Regions from separate parts of the Mus musculus genome. Here all the other regions are linked to region 2. Evidence: chromatin contacts called from public HiChIP or PLAC-seq and promoter capture Hi-C data. All regions are on one chromosome and are shown on one strand. Each heading gives the region's core, a stretch centred on a gene start, on an enhancer-like site or on the middle of the called end of the contact. The rest is flanking DNA. Distances are from core to core; before and after follow the strand shown. Region 1 holds the start of Tmem9 (transmembrane protein 9). Region 2 holds the start of Ipo9 (importin 9). Region 3 holds the start of 9230116N13Rik (RIKEN cDNA 9230116N13 gene).

Region 1 (2,700 bases), core at 97-2,596, 590 kb before region 2:
GCAGTGTATATAGCAAGCAAAGTGACAGGCTTTTTCAACCCTGGGGCCTACAATTGTGTCTGGTGAGCTAGGTGGCCAGATTCCCCTTCAATTCTGTCTTAACTCCTTAGGTTAGAAAGGGGAAAGGGATGAATAAAGAAAACTGGGACATTATCACGGGAAGACTCCCGTCAGGAATTCCTTGAAGAGCAAAGAAGCACGCAAGCCCTAATACTCAATGTTATTTCAGTGTCTCAGGGAGAGTCAGAATCGAAAGCGGACAGCCTAGAGCCGCGTACATCATCTAAACCTAGCTGCGGGTCTCCCACCCGGAAGGAATGAGAGCAGCCTCTGGAGTCCACAGTGCAGCTGGGTTAGCTTTGAAGCCAAAAAGCTCCCATCTGTGCATGCCTTTACACTCAGAGCATTTTACAACATTACATGATTTGACTATCAAATTGAGCAGGAGATTCGACCACAGCTGTTTTTACTTGGGGCAAAGGAAGATACAGAGAACTTGGGTAACTTTTCTTAAACTTTCTTGCTTGCGGAGAAGTCTACCTAGGGCTAGTTTGGTCCGGACCCTGTGCGGTAGGCTCTGAACCCCGTGCTCCCTACACCCTTAGGAAGGCCAGCAGCTTGTCCCAGGTAAGGTCCCCGCCCCCAAGTAGGGTTCTCGGGTGGGGGAGGGGTCAGGGTGGCGTTTCGGCTACCTCGGCGGCAGCCCAGGAACAAGGTGCCGCTGGCCCACTTCCCTCACCTTGTTGGCTTGAGCTGGGGGCACCAGCAAGCACCCCACCACAGCCACCAAACACAGCAGCTTCATGCTTATCGGGCTTGCTGAGCCAGCAAGACTAGATGCCTGGGGGGATAAAAAGAAACATGGAGTCGGAAAAAGGGATAGTGGTCACAACAGAGGCAGCACCCTCGGCCCCTTTTCAGCTTTGCCAGACGAGGGAAGAGGGCTGAGTTCCAGGATTCCTGGCCTTCTAAACCTTTCCCTCTCCTCACCAAGCCCAGCTCTCAAAAGCTATCTGTGCACTAGCAGAGGGAGTTTTCTGAGGTTACAGCCGCCCGGAGCCCCCAGATCCTGTCACCAGGCCGCGTTCCGACCCTCACCTCTCCTCCCACCGCCCTCCGCCATCTCTGCCTCCACCGCCCTGGTGGCGCCGCTCAGGCCCAACCAGAAGCCCCGATTCCGACCGCCAAGAGTACTGCACACCCTGCCTAAGGATTTGGGGTGGCTGTGAACCCCCAGTGTCCCTGCGACCCCCGTACCCCTCCCCCAATGCCGAGTCTACCAACCTGCAAGCTCAGCCGCAGCCGCCACTGATCAGCAGGCTCCACCCCTTCAGCATCTATTGGCTGCTACAGTCGCCGCTCAGCCCAACCTCGCTAGTTGCCAAGACAACAAGACCCACCTTCTCTTGGTCCCGGAGGCTTACAATCTAGGGAGAGGCACGCATTTCTCTACCAGGATTTAGCAAGAAAAGGGAATGTCTGCCTTTCCTACTGAAAACTGAAGCTCTAGCCCTGTGGGTCCGTTCAACTCCTCCTAGAGTGCTTTGTTTGTCCTCGCCTTATACTATCTTACTGTTTCAGAGAAAGCATTTTAGAAATGAAACTAGTAATGATTTTAGAACAAGATCAAGGACCATTGTGCTTATTCATAGTCTGAAAATATTATTATAGAGACACATTTTTGTTTTGTTTTGTTTTGTTTTTTAACAAGGAACTCAAGGGCCCAGGCTCTATTCCTACACACAAAGACATATGCCAAAGAGGGCAAGACAGGATTAGTAATAGGCGTGGGCTGGAGGGAGCTGTGCCTCCTTAGCCTGCACTGGTTCTGAAGGCCTGGCAAATTGAAACAAGGTGTACTAGGCCAGTCTGGGACTAGGAGGAGGTTACAGGCTGCAGAGGGACAGATGTGAACTTCTTAGCAGCAGTGAAGGAAACTGGAGTCACCTGAGTCCAGGGGCCACTGCAGTGAGGACACTTGAGCTTTGGCCTCAAGTGCATCGAACTAAGCTCCTGTGTTACCCTAGAAAACATGCATTCCCTCTCTGGGTACCAGTTTCCTTAGCTAAGGGTCCCTACAGCTTTGATGGGTTGGGGCTCCTGGAAAGAAGAATAGTCATATGGCCAGAATGAAATTTAGTATAGAAAGTCATGTGTCACAAAAGAGTTTTCCTCCTTAGACATATTATCTGAGCACTATTTGTGGTGGGTACTATATAAGACACTGAAGCTGCCTGGGGGAGGGGGAGGCTAGCCTTGTCTCTGTTCTCTTTTTTTGTTGTTGTTTTTAAGATTTATTTATATTTTATGTATATGAGTACACTGTAGTTGTCTTCAGACACACCAGAAGAGGGTGTCAGATCACATTGCAGATGGTTGTGATCCACCATATGGTTGCTGAGAATTGAACTCAGGACCTTTGGAAGAGCAGTCAGTACACGTAACCACTAAGCCATCTCTTCAGCCCCATCTCTGCTCTTGTATAACTTGATATTTATTACAAAAACAAAAACCAAAAAACAATGGTTGTTTTAGTCAGGGTTCTCTAGAGTCACAGAACTTATGGGTAGTCTCTATATACTAAGCAAATTTGTTGATGACTTACAGTCTGTAGTCCAACTGCCCAACAGTGGTCAGCAGCAGTTGTGAATGGAAGCCCAAGGATCTAGCAGTTTCTCAGTTCCACAAGGCAAGCAGAAG
Region 2 (2,700 bases), core at 200-2,699:
GACAGGTGGACCCCCGAAGCAGTATGGATCCAGATGTCCCACGGTATCAAGTGCAGCCATTCAGATTAGCATGTCTCCCCTCCCTCTGGCAGCATGCCTCTCAGATATCCACATGGTCTCTGGTAGCAGCCCAGACCACTGACATCCACTTTGCCTTTGATGCTAATTCAGGTGCCAGACATTGACACAGACTGCAACTCCAGCTGCAGCAGGACCAGGAACCCAGACATGGCCCTTGGGGGCAGCTGGAGCCAGGACCTCAGCATGGCCTCCTCATATCCCCCTATTCTTCACTGCCTTCAAGTCCCTAGTTCCACCTTTCTCCACAGTATATGAACCCTTCAGCTTGGTTTCCTCCTCCATCTCCACCACACTCCCCATCTTTCCCATCTCCCCATCACACATTCATCCATCGTAGTGGTAGCCACGGCAGGTGCTTGGGTGTCTTTCATCCGGCCTCCCCCAACACTTTTTAAAAAATTAAGTAATGCTATATATTTGCAGGATTCACTCATAGTAGTCACACTCATAGAATCACTCTAGAGCCATGTGTGGTGGCACATACCTGCAATCTCTGCAATGGGGGAGGTGAAAACAGAAAGATCAAGATAAGGGAGTTCAAGGCCAGTGTGGGCTACAGAGCAAGTTTGAGGCTAGTCTGGGCCACATATGACCTTGTCTCAAAACAAGATAACGACAAATAGGTAGATAATATTTTTTTTAAAAAAATCATTCTAGAAAAATGCTCCTTCGCCTGTAGGTAGTCTCCCCTGGACAGCCCTTTTTGACATTGGGTTCATCTAAGCTAAAAAGCTAGAAGACTGGATTTTTCTAAAGCAACCACTCCCCACTGCCAATTTCACTTCAGTTTTTCTGCGTGTCTCCTTTTCCCTGTCCGCTCCCCAGCATCTTAGGATCTCTAAAGCTAAACTGTAAACGGAGCCAACTGAATAACTGCTGTTTTTAGTTGAGGGGAGGGGTGTTAGTTTTAAAAAGATGCTATTCTGACCCCCTTCCTTAAGGCCCGACCTCTGTCCTAACTCATCTTAAATCTGGGCCTAGAATCATGCAGGTAGAGAGCGGTGATGGGCGAGGCGAGGGAGGGCATCTACAATCCCACTACAATCCACAGCAGACAAGGTGCAGGGCCTTCTGTGCTCACGCCCTCGGGATTAGCTTTCTTGCTCCCTTGCCATCAGGGCCTTGCCATCAAAGGTTACGCGCCTTTATTCCAAGCGCGTTTTCTAACAGCGCGTGCGACTTCAGGACTACAAACCGTTATGAGAATTCTGTGTGTGCATAGACGCCCAAAGCTTTCCTGGCCCGCGAATCGCGGTTCGGTTCCGGCAGCAGAAGGCGCTGTCTCCCGAGGCTGCGCTCTATCCCCGCCCCCCGCCCGCTCCCGCGTACTTAGGTGCGCAGGCGCGGCTTCGCGGATTGGCCGTACGCGGGAGCCGTCATTCGGTGGCGGGTCCCGGCCGCGGGGCTGGCGGGCTGAGGGGAGGAAAGATGGCGGCAGCGGCGGCAGCTGGTGCGGCTTCTGGGCTGCCGGGTCCAGTGGCACAGGGATTGAAGGAGGCGTTGGTGGATACCCTCACCGGAATCCTGTCCCCGGTGCAGGAGGTGCGGGCGGCTGCAGAGGAGCAGATTAAGGTGCTGGAGGTGACAGAGGGTGAGTGAGGCGGGACCGTCACGAGGATGGTTCGGACCAGGGCCGGCCGCACAGTCCGCTGACCGTAGGGATTTGGGGATCTTGAGCCAGCGGAGAGGTGGGCGTCAGGAGTGGATTAGGAAACGTGGGGGTGGGGGTGCCGCTGGTGGCTGGGAAAGTCCTAGAAGAAGGGTGGCGCGTCTGAAAGGAAAGGGTCGGGGGAGGTGGAGCCTTAGCGGGGATGGGGTGGGGGAAGACTTGAAAAGATAGATAGATAGTGGCGGGGTTCTGCCGAGGACAGAAATGAAGTTCGACGTGGTGCTGGCGGTGTCGCGCAATCTAGATGATCTCTGAGCCCAAGACAAGGTCTTTTTGCCGTTTTCTTCACCAGCTCTGTTGTAGTGGGATCAGGGAAGGGAGCTAGAGAAGAGCCAGAAGTAAGGCCCTTAAGGAGGCGGCCACCATCGAACAAGTTTCAGCATCAGAGTTTTAAATCTGGCTGGTTGTTCAGACACATCACGTTTTCCTAGAAATCAACTCAATCCGATGCATACGACGCTTCACTTTCCGACCATGCTTCCCGTTTGTTTTTTGTTTTTTAAAGACTTAATGGCAATTATTAAATTACTGTGCATTTCTATGTACAGGAACCGATCTTCCTTTGTTTTAGATTCTTTGTTCTCATCCTCCCGTTATGTTCTTTAACGTGTTAGAGAAGAAACTATTAGCTTGACGTTTTCTTTTAATTTCCTGTTTAGTGGGCTTTCAGCGGGCCTGTTTTCACAAAGAACAGAAAAAAGGGTCAAGTCTCCTTGGTCTTTATGTAAGAAACGTACCTGATTCGGAATTCCAGATCCTCGGAATCCCCAAGCTCAAGGGAATATTTCCACTGCTCCTTAAACTTAGGCTTCCTCAGAAATATGGGAGATTGTTTCCATATTTGACCAACCACCCTCAAAGCCTTGAGTTAATACTCCTGCAGGACTTTTTATTGAAAAGAAGTGGATGTGGTGGGGGAACCTCCCTTGAATTTAGTTTTTATATCCTCT
Region 3 (2,700 bases), core at 58-2,557, 990 kb before region 2:
TCAGGTCCTGTGGAAGAAACCTCAGCCAACTGGCAAGAAGGACTGTTGGTGCTTGATGCATGGCCGGGCTTGTCTGCTGTGACAGCTTCCTCAGTGACTGATGTGTGGACCGGAGTATCTCTGTCTCCCTCCACCTGAAGGCCTCCTGCTTCTGGCTTGCTTTTTTTAGCTTCACCGCTTTTGAGGTCATCATTAGAACTCCTCTTGATTTTCAAAGATCTTGGAACAAACATTCTTCAACATTCTGTTGAGGAAATTGCACCATGAGATATATTTTACCCTCAATTAAGCTCCCATGTTAGCCCATACGATGTTGTGTCAGAGAATTTTACTCAGGGCAATAGTGAAGCCGTCATGTCCCTACTTAAGCCAACTTCCACTTATCAATTTCCTCTGGGGGAAGGGATACAGTCTTTTTCCTCAGACACTGCCCTATGAAACACTGCCTACGGTTCCCCACAACCTTGCTGTGCACGCCACCTGTTTCTGTTGACCCATCACTTGTACTATTATGGAGCAGGTATTATAGAAATTCTACAGCATATCCTTCAATTGCATTTTCACACAAGAAGATACTTCACAATTAAGAATCTTAAAAAAATCAAAACAACAGTTCAAAAGGGGAAAATGCAATTATATTTATATACATAAGAGTGCTCATTCTCCGTCGTTTTTTGCTAATCTTCACAACCTGGGAAAGTAGGTCACTGCAACCCTAAGTTCATATATGTATATATTTACATGATATACATATCAGGTAGCATAATCGATACATGTATATTGAATGATTGGGAATGTACTTCAGTGGTAGAGTGCTTTGCTAGCAAGTGAGAGTCTGAGTTCCACATTCCAAAGAAAAACACTGATATATACACACACACAGAAGCAGATGAAAACTCCAGCCACCTAGGAATTAAGTTTATTTATTCAAATAACAATTCCTAAGTGTTAGAAACCAAGTATTCCTGCTCTGGAGAACAAATTAGTGATTGGGGAAAGAATGTTTAACATTTTGGGACCATGAAATAAACTTAATTTTCTCAAAAACAAAACAAAACTTAAGAAATCGCTAGTACCCATTTTCTATTAAAAAAAAAAAAAACCAACAAAAAACATGGCACCCAAACCGCCTGAAGCTTCTGAGGAGCGGGAATGGGTGGGGCGCTCGGGGCGGCAGAGCCGACAACCTCCTCCTCCGGCTCCAGGCAACGCCCGCATCCCGCGCATTCCCGCCCTCCCCACCCGCCCGCGGGCCCGCGCTCCAGGCACGCGCACGTCACGAGGACCCCGGCGAGCGGCGTGACTTAGTCCGCAGCCGCCGTCCAGCACGCAGGTTACGCCGGAGCACAGGAGCGGGAGCCGGAGGCCCGAGGCCCGAGCTGCCAGGGCGGCGCACGCTCACCCGCGCGGACCGGGCCGCGTCCGTTCCCGCTCGGGCCGCTCCGGTCCAGGCGCAGGGCCGAGTTTCCGGCCGAGTAGCCGGGAAGCTCCGCAATCCCAGCCAGGGTTTGAGGGCCCCGCGCCTGCGCACAGCGGGAGGCGGAGCTTCATCTGGCCACGCCCTCGCGGTGACGCGCTGCGGAGGGCGGTGCACAGGGTAGCGGGCAGATGTGGGAATCCTTTTGGAAGGCTCTAGCATGGAGTAGGCTGGTGAGAAAGGATTGCCAGGAAGGGCGGGGCCCTCCACGCTTAGAAAGTGGGAAGTTTGAGTGGGCCAGGAAAACCTCCTGTCAGATACTGAGAATAACTCGAGAATCCGAGCAACTTGATATGGCGTAGTTAATATGCCAAATATTCATAGATGCAGCACTCCGCCCCGCGCTGTGTAAACCAAAACTAAAACCAACCTTCAAAGTCTCCCTAGTTCCAACGGGTGGCCTTCACTTTGCCAACTTCTGGAACAGCCTGACAGGTCCCAGGACTTGCACTTCTGTTGGGGTGGGGAGGAAGTTGGACAGGAGAAGCAGGGAAATAGAGGTGAGGTTTTGGGTGTTATTTTTTTTTGAAAGATACATTTCGACCCAATATTTGATGCATACAAAATTAATTTACCAGCTACGTTAAGTGTGAAAATACTAATAAAACAAAACTCTGACTTTTATGTTGGCATTAGTAAATTAATAAACGCTAAAGCATTTCTGTATCGGATTCTACTTGCTTCGTTATGGTGTGTGGGTGTGTGTTCAGCTTGCCATTTTTGGTAGATACATTTGGCTGACAATGTTTTGTTTACCTTTTGAGCGTTATAAAAATAATGCATACCATATATATTTATGTATGTGTAGCCTTCCAGTATTTGCTTTAAAAAAAAGATTTATTTTATTTATATGAGTGCACTGTAGCAGTCTTCAGACACACCAGAAGAGGGCGTCAGATCTCATTACAGATGGTTGTGAGACACCATGTGGTTGCTGGGATTTGGACTCAGGACCTCTGGAAGAGCAGTCAGTGCTCCTAACCGCTGAGCCACCTCTCCAGCCCCAGTATTTCCTCTATTAACTTTTTTTTCTATGATTCACTGAAATGTACTATAGAAATTAACTTTACTGGTCAGATAAATGGGATACTGTTCCTGTCAAGACTGTACTTAGTTTCATAACACATGTGAATATGGGATCACGTTACATCCTTTGTCTATAGGACATACAGTAAATGTGTGCATTTTTCTGAGTTTGAAGGTTATAAACTTGCACTCTTACC

Evidence for each region. Promoter capture Hi-C pulls out the DNA fragments that hold promoters and counts their contacts. HiChIP or PLAC-seq counts read pairs in DNA pulled down with a chosen protein or histone mark.
Region 1: an H3K4me3 HiChIP or PLAC-seq map of the 230-238 cell line shows a contact between it and region 2, with 9 read pairs. The contact joins the promoter of Tmem9 here to the promoter of Ipo9 in region 2.
Region 3: a promoter capture Hi-C map of stem cell-derived epiblast-like cells shows a contact between it and region 2, with 2.9 times the contacts expected there. The contact joins the promoter of 9230116N13Rik here to the promoter of Ipo9 in region 2. A contact is called at or near these places in 1 of 39 promoter capture datasets (stem cell-derived epiblast-like cells), 1 of 484 Hi-C or Micro-C datasets (CD4 T cells) and 1 of 115 datasets of contacts at active chromatin or transcription factors (bone marrow-derived macrophages).

What each region holds. Positions count from the first base shown.
Region 1 is chr1:136,016,647-136,019,346 of GRCm38.p6, reverse strand. Tmem9 (transmembrane protein 9) reads right to left here and starts at 1,346. Exons shown (of 6, transcript NM_025439.3): 1 at 1,285-1,346; 2 at 740-841. The coding sequence starts at 805. It also overlaps a transcript of Igfn1 not described here.
Region 2 is chr1:135,429,240-135,431,939 of GRCm38.p6, reverse strand. Ipo9 (importin 9) reads left to right here and starts at 1,449. Exons shown (of 24, transcript NM_153774.1): 1 at 1,449-1,672. The coding sequence starts at 1,510.
Region 3 is chr1:136,414,126-136,416,825 of GRCm38.p6, reverse strand. It overlaps 9230116N13Rik (RIKEN cDNA 9230116N13 gene), which reads left to right and starts at 1,307. Exons shown (of 3, transcript NR_024328.1): 1 at 1,307-1,977. Ddx59 (DEAD box helicase 59) reads right to left here and starts at 1,555. Exons shown (of 8, transcript NM_026500.3): 1 at 1,403-1,555; 2 at 1-244. The coding sequence starts at 233.